2 separate regions of the Mus musculus genome follow, and region 2 is linked to region 1. Evidence: chromatin contacts called from public HiChIP or PLAC-seq data. All regions are on one chromosome and are shown on one strand. The core of a region is the stretch at or near the end of the contact, and the rest is flanking DNA. Distances in the headings are between cores, read along the strand shown.

What was found. HiChIP or PLAC-seq counts read pairs in DNA pulled down with a chosen protein or histone mark.
Region 2: a contact with region 1 is called in an H3K27ac HiChIP or PLAC-seq map of differentiating embryonic stem cells, with 5 times the contacts expected there. The contact joins two enhancer-like sites. A contact is called at or near these places in 3 of 39 promoter capture datasets (embryonic stem cells, hippocampal neurons and pre-B cells), 1 of 484 Hi-C or Micro-C datasets (B cells) and 6 of 115 datasets of contacts at active chromatin or transcription factors (differentiating embryonic stem cells, embryonic midbrain, embryonic stem cells and 2 more).

The regions. Positions count from the first base shown.
Region 1 is chr8:70,867,833-70,873,810 of GRCm38.p6, reverse strand. Ccdc124 (coiled-coil domain containing 124) reads left to right here and starts at 321. Exons shown (of 5, transcript NM_026964.3): 1 at 321-352; 2 at 3,737-3,906; 3 at 4,704-4,878; 4 at 4,960-5,074; 5 at 5,166-5,584. The coding sequence starts at 3,748. The coding sequence ends at 5,370. Within about 2 kb of position 4,135, at least 43 of the 459 cell types and tissues checked have an H3K27ac peak or open chromatin away from gene starts, as enhancers often do. A contact at or near this core is called in differentiating embryonic stem cells, where this site is marked.
Region 2 is chr8:71,650,919-71,657,065 of GRCm38.p6, reverse strand. It overlaps Unc13a (unc-13 homolog A), which reads left to right. Exons shown (of 44, transcript NM_001029873.2): 12 at 765-811; 13 at 1,325-1,403; 14 at 1,558-1,563; 15 at 1,862-1,933; 16 at 2,043-2,262; 17 at 3,451-3,678; 18 at 4,407-4,548; 19 at 4,663-4,832; 20 at 4,998-5,113; 21 at 5,779-5,942. Among named protein-coding and RNA genes, the nearest start is that of Unc13a, 18 kb to the left of the region's middle. Within about 2 kb of position 2,550, at least 35 of the 459 cell types and tissues checked have an H3K27ac peak or open chromatin away from gene starts, as enhancers often do. A contact at or near this core is called in differentiating embryonic stem cells, where this site is marked.

The DNA of each region.
Region 1 (5,978 bases), core at 2,886-5,385:
CACAGCAACCACATCCCGGCCGTCGCCACAGGGCTGGGGCCGGCCTCCCCATCTTTTCTCCGGGCAGCGGCCATCTTGGTGAGGTCACCGTTATGGAGTTTAGCGTTTATCTTCCGTTTTTGTTCACCAATATCTGAGATGGGCCGATAACGTGTTATTCTTGAAAACATTTTGCTTGGAAAGAAGGAGAGCTGGCAACACTGGTTTAGTATTTTGGCTCAGAGAAAAACTCCTACAGACTCTACCAAGATGGCGGCATTCGAGAACGTCATGAGTAGAGCGCCACCGAAAGTTGAGTACGCAGGCGCGGCGACGTCATTGACACGCGACCGAGCCGGTGCCGGGGGAAGAGGTAGGAACGGCTGTGGCGCGGGCGGAGCCGGGTTGCGGGGCACGCTGGGCGGGCGCGGCTCGGCCTGGGGGTCCTGCCGGCGGGAAGGCGGAACTGGAGATGGGGTGCCCGGTGGTGGGTGCTCCCAGCGCGCAGGCGCAGAAGCTCGCGGGGAGTTCAGCCAGTTTCCGGCCCAGGTCGAGCCGGGAGGGCTTCCTGGAGGAGGAGGAGTAGGAGTTTTCTGTCACTTTCCTCCTGCCGCGCGGCCTGGCAGTCATGGGGAACCACGTAGGCACTTTTCGAAGGGGATTATTTAGAGTCCTGGGCTCATTTTGTAGTCTAGGCTGCCTCGAACTCAGTGTAATTCTCCTACTTCAGCATTGCTAAGTGCTGGAATCACAGGCGTGGGCCCACGATGCCCGGCCTCGGACCCTAGGTAGGTCCGGAAACTGAGGTGGTGGTGCGGATCTGATCAGGTCCCTAGTGAGGAGGGTCCTTTGCTGTCCGTGCTCGCGGACTCCTTAATGCCCCCAACTTGCTGATGACGATGGTTTGTTAAATGACATATATACAGTAGACATTCAGTCAGGAAGATTCTGAGTTCCAGGATAGCCTGGGCAAGATACCGAGGCTCTTTCTGGATACAAATGACTCCGGATACCCACTCCACACCCACACACCCACAACGCCACCACCAAATGCCTTAAAGAGAAATTTCCGGTCTGGGAACGTCAGGAGCTCTTGGTCGGCCTTCTCTGGTGCTACACCTGAACTGGTTTCTTTCTTTCTTTCTTTCTTTCTTTCTTTCTTTCTTCCTTTCTTTCTTTCTTTCTTTCTTTCTTTCTTTCTTTCTTTCTTTCTTTCTTTCTTTCTTTCTTTCTTTCTTTCTTTCTTTCTTTCTTTCTTTCTTTCTTTCTTTCTTTCTTTCTTTCTTTCAAGATTTATTTATTATATGTGTGTACACTGTAGCTGTCTTCAGACACTCCAGAAGAGGGCATCAGATTTTTGTTACGGATGGTTGTGAGCCACCATGTGGTTGCTGGGATTTGAACTCAGGACCTTTGGAAGAGCAGTCAGTGCTCTTAACCACTGAGCCATCTCACCAGCACCCTGGTTTGTTTCTTGAGGGATGCTCTGTATGGCCTAGGCTGGCCTGGAGCTTAGAGGTATCCACCTGTCCCAGCGTGGCAGCCATGCCTCTAGTCCCAGCCAGCCTTGCCCTGAAGTTTCAGCAGGAGTTTATTGGGTTAGAAGAGAAACATGAGCCCAGCATAATGCTGCATGCCTGTCATCCTGCTGAGGCAGGAGGATGGAAAGTTTCAGGCTGGGTGTGAGGTCCTGAGGGCAGGGCTGGTGGGTGTATTTGAAGGCTCAAACGAGGCAGGTGTGCCTCTCACAGGGAAGACCTAGTGAGGAGCTTGGGAGTCAGGGACTGTTTGGGGTCCAGCTGGGGTGCCTACCCCATGATACGGGGTCAGAATTCACAGCATCCCTATGAGAAAACTGAGGCCAACAGGAGCGCCTTGACCACAGGGACCCAAGTTGCCACGGTCCTCCTTGCGCTTTGTCTGATGGCCCATTTGAGGCCAGACAGTGCTTAGGAGCCAGTCAGGGCCCTCACCCTTCATGAACTGGCCTCATAGCCTGCTCTCATGATCCCTGCCCACATGGTGTTCACACCCAGCAGTGCCCACGGGAGCTGAATGGGACTTTGTAAGCCAGATAGGAGTGTGTCCCCAGCCCTGCCCCCTCCTCTTTCCTACCCCTCACTCACCCACCAGAGCTTCCATGGACCCCAATGAACACACAGCCTCATTCCTGCCACTGGACCTTTGCATGCTCTGAGCTGTCTGTGGGGAGTGTCTCCTGATAGGATGCACAGGGTCTCCTGTAGAGGGAACAGAGGGCCTGAGGGTGGGAATTCCCTGGTGGTCCCCGGCCACTCAGAACTGTCTCCCTCACTCTGAAGCACTGGGCGGGAGCTCGGTGCATAAGTCTGAGGCCCAGTGGGCTGCAGCCCTTGAGCCAGTGCATGCTGGGTGTGGTTCTTTCTTTGTGTAGCTAAGATGGCCTGAAACTTCTGGTCCCCATGCCTCAGCCTCCCAGGGACACACCACCACACCTGACAGGAACAGGGGTGCTCCCCTCACCTGAAGGCCAGACTCCTCAGTTTGGTCACTTACCCTGGGGATGCCTGAGCACCCCACAGTTGAGGTTCTGGGGGCCTACCGTGGAGTCAGTCTACTACAATGTCTCTTCCAGGCACATTGGCTGTGTGTCCTTTCATCTGGTGGGGTCCAGTGTAGGCTCACAGGCCACAGAGTGTCCCCCATCTACACAGTCTAAAATAGGACACCCCAACAGCCATCACCCACCTTGCAGGGTTCCAGTACACTGTGACTTGTAAAAGCCCATACCTTGGTGGACGGTTAGATATGCTCCATACAACATATGCCACCAGAGGCTCTGACACGACACAAAACCCAGTGCTGAGTGACAGCAGCCAGACAGAATTCCACATGGTGAATAGTCTGTTAACCGGAAATACCTCCAGGGACAGGCAGAGGGGAAGTAGCTCAGGAGCTGGAGCAAGGAACGGAAGTGACAGCTGATAGGATTGGAGTCTTCTGGAGTACGCAGTGTTGGTCTTTGCACAACGTTGTAATTATAGTTTTAAAAAAATTATTTCAGTAGGCTGGAGAGATGGCTCAGTGGTTAAGAGCACAAGGTCCTGAGTTCAGTTCCCATCAACCACATGGTGGCTCACAACCATCTGCAATGGCACCCGGTGCCCTCTTCTGGTGTGTCTGAGAAGAGCGACAGTGTACTCACATACATAAAATAAATAAATCTTTTAAAATTAATTATTTTTTCAAGACACCCTGGCTATCCTGGAACTTACTCTGTAGACCAGGCTGGTCTTGAACTCAGAAACCCGCCTGCCTCTGCCTCCCAATGCTGGGATTAAAGGCGTGTGCCACCACCGCCCAGCAATAAATCTTTTTTAAAAAATTGTTCAAAAGCCTCAGAAGAAACACAACAGTAGAGCCCCTTCCTAGAATCACCAGGGAGGGGTGAGGACATGGCTCAGGGCTAGAGCCCCTGTCCTCCAGTGTGGAGGTTCAGGTGGAGCTCCCTCCGCCCTGTGGAGGCCCTGCCTACGTTTTGTGGGTACAGAGTTGTTATATATGTTAATAAAATGAGAGGAAATGCTGACTTGAGGGACTCGCTGCTCCTTGCTATCCTAATAGCGTCCAAGGGTCAGACAGGATCATGTCAGGCCAGCCTGCTCTACATAATGAGACCCTGTTTTTTAAAAAATCGCTTTTGCAAGCAGTCTGTAAAGTCTTGGAGATGGGTGGGTCCTAGTCACAGTCCAGCCCCTCCACGGTGTCCTTCCTGCAGCCTGCTGAGGGATGCCCAAGAAGTTCCAGGGCGAGAACAGCAAGTCGGCAGCTGCCCGAGCACGGAGGGCTGAAGCCAAGGCGGCCGCTGATGCCAAGAAACAGAAGGAGCTGGAAGATGCTTACTGGAAGGATGAGGACAAACACGTGATGCGGAAGGAGCAACGCAAGGTGGGCGGCATGGGCTTCGGTGTTGAAAGGTGGCTCGAGGTAGCCATGGAGGGATGCATACTCAGAAGCTAGCTGAAGTGGGTCTGTGTTTGTCTCCAACCTTATTGTGACATTCCTGACCGAGGCCTGTCTTGAGCCAGCCCCAGGTGCCTACTTGGTACTGGAGTGGTTCGGGCTTGGTGCTGACGTGTCTGCCCACTAGGTGGCAACAGAGACCCTGTCTCCACAGCAGGCCTCGCCCTGCTATCCAGGGGGTTGGTCATTGTTCTGTTTCTATCACCCAGGCTGGCCTGGAACACCCGGGCTCAGCCTCTCCACCTGCCTCAGCTCCCCCTGCAGCTTGGTGGTACTCCAGGTTCGCACCATGATCAGAATTCTGTGTGTCTTTCTCAGTACTGATGACCTTCTTTTGGGATGAGCTGTCCTGGTGCACGACCCTGCCCAGACCCTCTGTCCCCAGAAGACAGAGTGGGAGTGGGATGTTCAGAGCTAGTGGAGGAATTCCACAGGGCAGGGTGCTATTCAAAAGCCATGTAGCGAGATAGCGCTGAGGCAAAGGAGCCTCCGGAAGATGCTGCCTTCAAACACCTTTGATTTTGACCCCAGATAGGCATTCCTCTCTGCCTTTGGGGTAAAGGCACATGGAAATACCCTTGTGAAGCACTTTAGCTGCCCAGGTCCTTTTGTACAAGGGTGCCCTGGGGGGATAGGGAAGGAGGGAGCAGCGCCCTCTTGGGTTCCACCCTGGGCACCCAGGCAGCTTCTGTCTACATAGCCTTCCCCTGTTGCCCCTGCAGGAGGAGAAGGAGAAGCGACGCCTGGAGCAGCTGGAGCGCAAGAAGGAGACGCAGCGCCTGCTGGAGGAGGAAGACTCACGGCTCAAAGGCGGCAAGGCCCCACGTGTGGCGCCCGCCAAGGTCACACGTGCACAGATCGAGGACTCGCTGCGGAGAGAGCAGCGGGCAGAGCCAGGTGTGCATGTGGCCTGGGGCAAATCCCCCGAGGGCTTCGCGCCAACGCCTCGTTCTCATATTCTGTCCCTGTCACCCACAGTGGAAAAGGCTAAGAGCCACCTAGAGCTGCCACTGGAAGAGAACCTTAACCGGCGCCTGCAGGAAGAGGGCAGCGTGGAGGCGCGCACTGTGGAGGACGCCATCGCAGTGCTCAGGTGGGCGGGGCGGGCTGTGTGGGCGGGGCCCTGAAGAGGAGAGTTTGTTGGGGCGGGACTTAGGTCTGGGTCCTGACTCCTTGACTTGCAGTGTGGCTGAGGAAGCTGACCGGCATCCTGAGCGCCGGATGCGAGCGGCCTTCACCGCGTTTGAGGAGGTGCAACTGCCACGGTTGAAGCAGGAGAACCCCAACATGCGGCTGTCGCAACTGAAGCAGCTGCTGAAGAAGGAGTGGTTGCGCTCCCCTGACAACCCGATGAACCAGCGCGCCCTGCCCTTTAATGCGCCCAAGTGACAGAACCAGGCTGAGTCCAGCTTGTCTGAGTCAGCTCATCCCCCTCCAGCCAGGCCTGACCAGGGATTCATAGAGTTCCGGGCCTGGGATTCTCCCAGCTGCGCCATAGGTCATCCTCAACAACCCAGAGGGTCCCTGCTCTGACATCCTAGTCCCCGTGAGCCCTGCAGAGCCCAGTGGAGTACCCTCCCAATAAAGGCTGTGGCGAGGCTGAGGCCCATGTCTGTATGTGTGGTGGGTCCCACAAGGGTGACAGGAGGGGCTGGACTTGCACGCCCCCTGGATAGGGCAGGGTGATTGGAGAGGCTTGAAGTCAGTCACACAGCAGCGGTGGAGCTGCAGGTGCCCACCCTGAGCCTGAGGTGTAAGGCAGTTTTCTCCAGGCTGACACACGGAACACAAATGTGTGGGGCTGGCTGAGGCTGTCTGGTAAAGATCATTGGCCATGATGGAGAAGAGTATAGGCTTTGAACCCAGAGCTGCTTTTTCTAGCAGCATTAATACTGAAGAGCTGAGAGGGAGCTGGAGAGAGACCCATAAGCCTGTGGGCAACGCTAACTGCATGACATTGTGAGGCCGGCTGGCTTGCACCCTGGCAGTGTCCCCAT
Region 2 (6,147 bases), core at 1,301-3,800, 780 kb before region 1:
ACACGTAAAAATAATCATAATAAAAAATTTAAGTTAGGGATGCTTAGGGGTGGGATGGGGAGCACCCTTTCAGAGGCAAAGGGGTGGGGGTGGGGTGAAAAGACCTCTTGGAGGGGGGACCAGGAAGGGGGCAACATTTGGAATGTAAATAAATGAAACAATAAAAAAAATTAGAACCAGGCGGTGGTGGCGCACGCCTTTAATCCCAGCACTTGGGAGGCAGAGGCAGGTGGATTTCTGAGTCCGAGGCCAGCCTGGTCTACAGAGTGAGTTCAAGGACAGCCAGGGCTACACAGAGAAACCCTGTCTCGAAAACAAACAAACAAACAAAAAATTAGAGATGTTTAGCTGGATATGATGACACAGGGCAGTCATTCCTCAGCACTTGAGAGGCTGAGGCAGGGGGATTGCAGGTCAGACACACACACACACACACACACAGAGAGAGAGAGAGAGAGAGAGAGAGAGAGAGAGAGAGAGAGAGAGAGAGAGAGAGAGAGAGAGAGAGAGAGAGAGAGCGCAACAAGACTGAGTGGGGAAAATGATGTCAAGTGTTCAGAATCGATGGATTTGATTGACAGAGAGGCTCTCTGCCTCTTGCAGACTGTTTTACAGGCTAGGGTCCAGAAAACCCAGGGCTACACAGGGAGATGTAGGACCTGGCTTTCCCAATTCTTCACCCACGTGGGAGACAGAAGGGGGTGAATAGCTTGCCTCAGGAATAGAGGGGTGACCAGTGTGTCTGTTTTCTGTCTGTCCTGCAGGCCCGAGGAGAAGGGGATATGTCTAAGTCTCTATGGTTCAAAGGCGGGTGAGCAGTGCATCCTGGTTAAGGGGGGATATTTTAAAACCAGAGATCAAGGTTGGTTCACACCTGTTGCTCACACAGGGGTGGAATGTCAAGAGGATCTCATATTGAGAGGAGAAAATAGTTTGTTGTTATTTATTTATTATTTATTTTTGAGAAAAGGTTTCTCTGTGTAGCCCTGACTGTCCGGGAACTCACTCTGTAGACCAGGCTGGCCTCGAACTCACAGAGATATGCCTGCCTTTGCCTTTAAAGTTGTGACTAAAGGCATGTGCCACTATCACCTGGCTCAGTCTTTTTTTGTTTTCTTTTGTTAAGAGTACTAGTCTATGCCAACTTACCCATCTGAGAGCCGGAATTCCAAAGAAAGGTCACACTCCTAGGCTTGCTTGAGTTTGTCTTTGCCTGACAGTTGAACTCTCAGCCCATGGGGAGGTTGGGGGTTCTGCACCTCTAGTGATGGGTGTAAGGCTGGGGCACAAGACTGGGCCCTCAATGTCCCCGTGTATCTTGCAGTCCTGGTGGTGGCCTTATCATCATTGACAGCATGCCAGACATCAGGAAACGGAAGCCCATTCCCCTCGTGAGCGACCTGGTGAGCAGCTCCATGCTCCCACCCTGAGTGGGACTGCTAGGAGCAGTGCACGGCCTGTACCACTGCCCAGGGTGGCCCTGAGGCTGGGGACTGCCCAGGCAGTCCTTGAGACTAATGTACCTTAATTTCCACCCTCCTGCATCCTGGACCTCAGGCTATGGTGAGTAACGGAGATGGGGGGGGTCTCTCCCCAGACATGCTTATTGGGGGATCTTTCAGCTGTCACCCCTGTGTGGGTGCTAAGGCTCATGGGTGAGAAGAACAGGTGTTCTCATACTCGGGAGCTACCTTTATTCACCACGACCCAGCTGAGAGTTTTGCTCAGTGGGTGTCTCCCAAGTCCCACCTTAGGGGTGTGGGAAATTCGCCCCCCAGGATTCCTTCTGACCCAGCCCCCAGTCCCAGCACCGAGACTCCCCTTGTGTGGCCTGCACTCACTGGCGACCTTCTCACCACAGTCATTGGTGCAGTCTCGGAAGGCAGGCATCACCTCGGCCTTGGCCTCCAGCACGTTGAACAATGAAGAGCTGGTGAGTAGGGGGCTCGGGAAGGGACTCCGCGATGATGTAAGAGCGGGGGTTGGGGGGAGCCGGGGTGTCCGAGACTCCCGCGTTACATACGGCCCTTGTTCCTCTGCAGAAAAATCACGTTTACAAGAAGACCCTGCAAGCCTTAATCTACCCCATCTCCTGCACCACGCCGCACAATTTCGAGGTGTGGACGGCCACCACGCCCACCTACTGCTATGAGTGCGAGGGGCTGCTGTGGGGCATCGCGCGGCAGGGCATGCGATGCACCGAGTGCGGCGTTAAGTGCCACGAGAAGTGCCAGGACCTGCTCAATGCGGATTGCCTGCAGCGTAAGGGGCGGGGCCAGGCACTGAGGGGCGGGACTGAGACGGGTGGGTGTGGTCAGGGTTAGCAAGACCGCCTGCACCGTGAGGGACAGGTAGAGGCCCAAGACCAGAGGGGAAGAACCAGGCTGGAGTGGACCAGGCCGGGAAGGTTGAGCTGCGTGGTCAGCTTGGCTGAGGGGAAGCCCTCAATCGCTGGCTGCAATAGCTCAGGGTTCTTCTGGCGGTGAAATGGAGATGCTACTGGTATAATGAGCCAGAGGTAAGGCAACAGGCATGGCTATGTGGGCGGGGCTTAGCTTAAGGACCGGGCTCCTCAAGGTTTCTGCAAAGTGGTTCTCAACTTGTAGGTCGCGACCCCAAACATATCAGATATCCTGCATATTTTCATTATGATTCGTAACACTATAGCAAAATTACAGTTGTGAAGTAGCAACCAAATAATTGATTGTGGGTCATTACAACATGAGGAACTGTATTAAGGGGCTGCATTGGAATGTTGAGAATTTTATGAGCTGGGACAGGCCATGAGGCTGCAGGAGTGGAGAAAAGCTGAGGAGGTAGAGGCAGCAGGTGCTGGTCTGTACAGGGGCTTTCGGGTGAGACAGGCGACTGCCCTCCTACTCTGCCTGCCTTAGAGAAAGGAGGTCCTCAGGAGGGGAGGGGACTAAGAGACTGAGTCCCAATGTGCTGATGATCTAACAGGGCAGGGCTTTGAGAGGAAGGATGCCCACCTGGCAGGAAGGCTGTGATGCTCAGACAGGGTGATAGGTGAGTGACAAGGAAGTCTTGGAGGGGACGGGGCCTTATGCAGTGTGTCCTAGAGGGTGTGGCTTGGAGGACCGCATCTCAGTGGGATGTGCCCTCAGCTGGCACTAGGTTTGTAGGTAGGTAGAGACTCTGTGTAGGCATGACTCACCGTGATGTCTGGGGCAGGACTCAGTGGACAGAAAATTCAGGGTATGACTGACAGGGAAATGCCTAGGGTAGGGCCTAAAGATGGGCAGAGACTCAGGGTGGGAGAGTCTCAAGAGACTGGGCCCTGGGAGGGAAGGAGATTCCAGGTGAGGAGAACCTCATAGGAGTGGCCAATCCAGAGTAGCCTCAGAGGGTAGGGCGCTTTGGTGACCTGCCGGGGTTGGAGGGTTGGAAGCTAGCAGCTGGTCACTAAGGCCAAGTACATCTGCAACTCAGGGGCGGCTGAGAAGAGTTCCAAGCATGGCGCTGAAGACCGCACGCAGAACATCATCATGGTGCTGAAGGACCGCATGAAGATCCGCGAGCGCAACAAGCCTGAGATCTTCGAGCTTATCCAAGAGATCTTCGCGGTCACCAAGAGCGCACACACACAGCAGATGAAAGCTGTCAAGCAGAGTGTGCTGGACGGCACATCCAAGTGGTCTGCCAAAATTAGCATCACAGGTGTGCGTGCACAGACAGCCCTGGGGAGAGAACCGAGGGGTGCCTGGAACCGAGAGAGGGCTGCAGCTTGAGGTGGACCTCAGGGAAGCTGCCTCTAGCATGCATGTGAGAGTGGTCCCACCTATGGTGCATAAGTGGATGGGTGATGGATGGGTAGCTGGATGGATAGATAGGTGGATGGATGAGGTTTAAGGCTTGGGTATGAGGGAGGATGGATGGATGGATGACAATAGATAGATGGGTGGAAGAGTGGTGAGTGAATGAGTAGGGAGCTAGCATATCGATGAATGGGTAGGTGGACAATAGGAGAGAGGAGTGGGTGAATGGAAGGGTGGGTGGATAGGTTGATGGGTAGTGGGTGGAAGGATGAGTGGATAAAGGCTTGGATAGGTGGGTAGGTGGCAGGATGGCAGGGTAGATGGAAAATACGAGAGAGAGAGGGAGGGATGGATGGATGGATGGTGGATGGATAGATAGGTGGGTGGATAGAAGGTTGGGTAGCTGCAGGATTTATTGTATGAATGGGTGGACTGAGAGACAGATGGGTAAATGGATATATGGGAAGGGTAGATGCATCAGCTTTGGAGCCCTGTGGCAACTCTCTAGCAAGACTAGCTGGGCTGTCGCCGTGGCTGGCCCATGTCACAGATCTCCTGGGGCACGTGCTAGTGACTGCTTTTGGCAAGTTCCCCCATCTTGAAAGCACATGTGTGTGGTGTGTCTTTCAGTGGTCTGTGCCCAGGGCTTGCAGGCCAAGGACAAGACAGGATCCAGTGACCCTTATGTCACCGTCCAGGTTGGGAAGACCAAGAAAAGGACAAAAACCATCTACGGGAACCTCAACCCAGTGTGGGAAGAGAATTTTCATTTGTGAGTAACTGGCTGGGTTCCCAGCCTTGCTTCTAGGTTAGTTTTTAGGGACCTCTGAAACTGGACACAGGGCAGCAGCCTGATGCCTGCCCTTCGGTCTAACTCCCTACACAGTGAATGTCACAACTCCTCTGACCGGATCAAGGTTCGTGTTTGGGATGAAGATGACGACATAAAATCCCGTGTGAAACAAAGGTTTAAGAGGGAGTCTGATGACTTCCTAGGGCAGACAATCATCGAGGTGCGGACGCTTAGCGGCGAGATGGATGTGTGGTACAATCTGGGTGAGTGAGGGCAGAGCTTAGGGGGGCTTGAAGTCGGAGAAAGAGATGGCCCAGGATATGCGGGACAAGAGAGACCCTGGGCGTCAGGGAGGCCGCAAGGCTTCTGTGTATTGAATCAGACCTGCTGCCCTGAGACCCCCCTCATGTCCTCCCTCATAACCACAGACAAGAGAACGGACAAGTCGGCGGTGTCGGGGGCCATCCGGCTTCACATCAGTGTGGAGATCAAAGGGGAGGAGAAGGTGGCGCCCTACCATGTCCAGTACACCTGTCTGCATGAGGTGAGCCCAACAGGACCAAGACGCATACAGCTGGCTCCTTCATCACCACATCCTTCCTCCCCCACACACTGTGTGGTTCCTTACACAGTCCCCTCTGCCTGAGAAACCACTACTCTGCATCAAGGCCCCGATCCAGGGACCCTTCCTGTGGGCCTCCAAGCCAGCTCTCATGGCTGCACTCGTAGCTGGGCTCCAGTGCTGAGCGCTCCTGCTCCTGCCTGGCCTTCTGCAGAGAAATCTGTCCCTAAGTGGAGCTTCTCAAATGAGTGTGACTCGATGTATGGATTACTAACTGGAGGAATAAAGAATAAGGTCAACAGAGTTAGGGAGCAATTGGGGCATGGCTGAGAGATCAGGTAGATGACAAAGGGTGCACGGAATGTTGAATGGTCTTGGGTGGATTTGTGGATAGTTGGATACTCGGAAAAGTGGTTGGTGGATGGGGAGACAAATTGGTAGGTGGACAGACAGATGGACAAATGGAAATGCAAGAAATGGATACGATTTGTGGGGGGACTCAGGTGGTGGGTGGATGGGTGTGTGGCTAAGGACGAGTGTTAGTGCGCATGTGGAACCTGGGTGCTGGAGGATGATGGGCAAGGGCCTGGAAGGTTGGCTGAGGTCAGCTTCTTCCCCATTCCCAATGCCACGTCTCCTTGGTACAGAACCTGTTCCACTTTGTGACGGACGTGCAGAACAATGGTGTGGTGAAGATTCCCGATGCCAAGGGTGACGACGCCTGGAAGGTTTACTACGATGAGACGGCCCAGGAGATCGTGGATGAGTTTGCCATGCGCTATGGTGTTGAGTCCATCTACCAAGCCATGACGTGAGGGAGCAGCGGGTTGGCGGGGCCTAGGCGACACTGGCAGATCTGGGGAAGGGGGTATACCACAATCCCGGGAGATTATCAGGATGCCGCTATTGGGAGGTAGGGGCTAGAGAACCAGGGAGAGGTGAGAAAAGCGGCAACTGGCCAAGAACTAGAGGAGGGCATGGGGATAGGCAGGGGCGCACCCGAGGCATCAGCATTC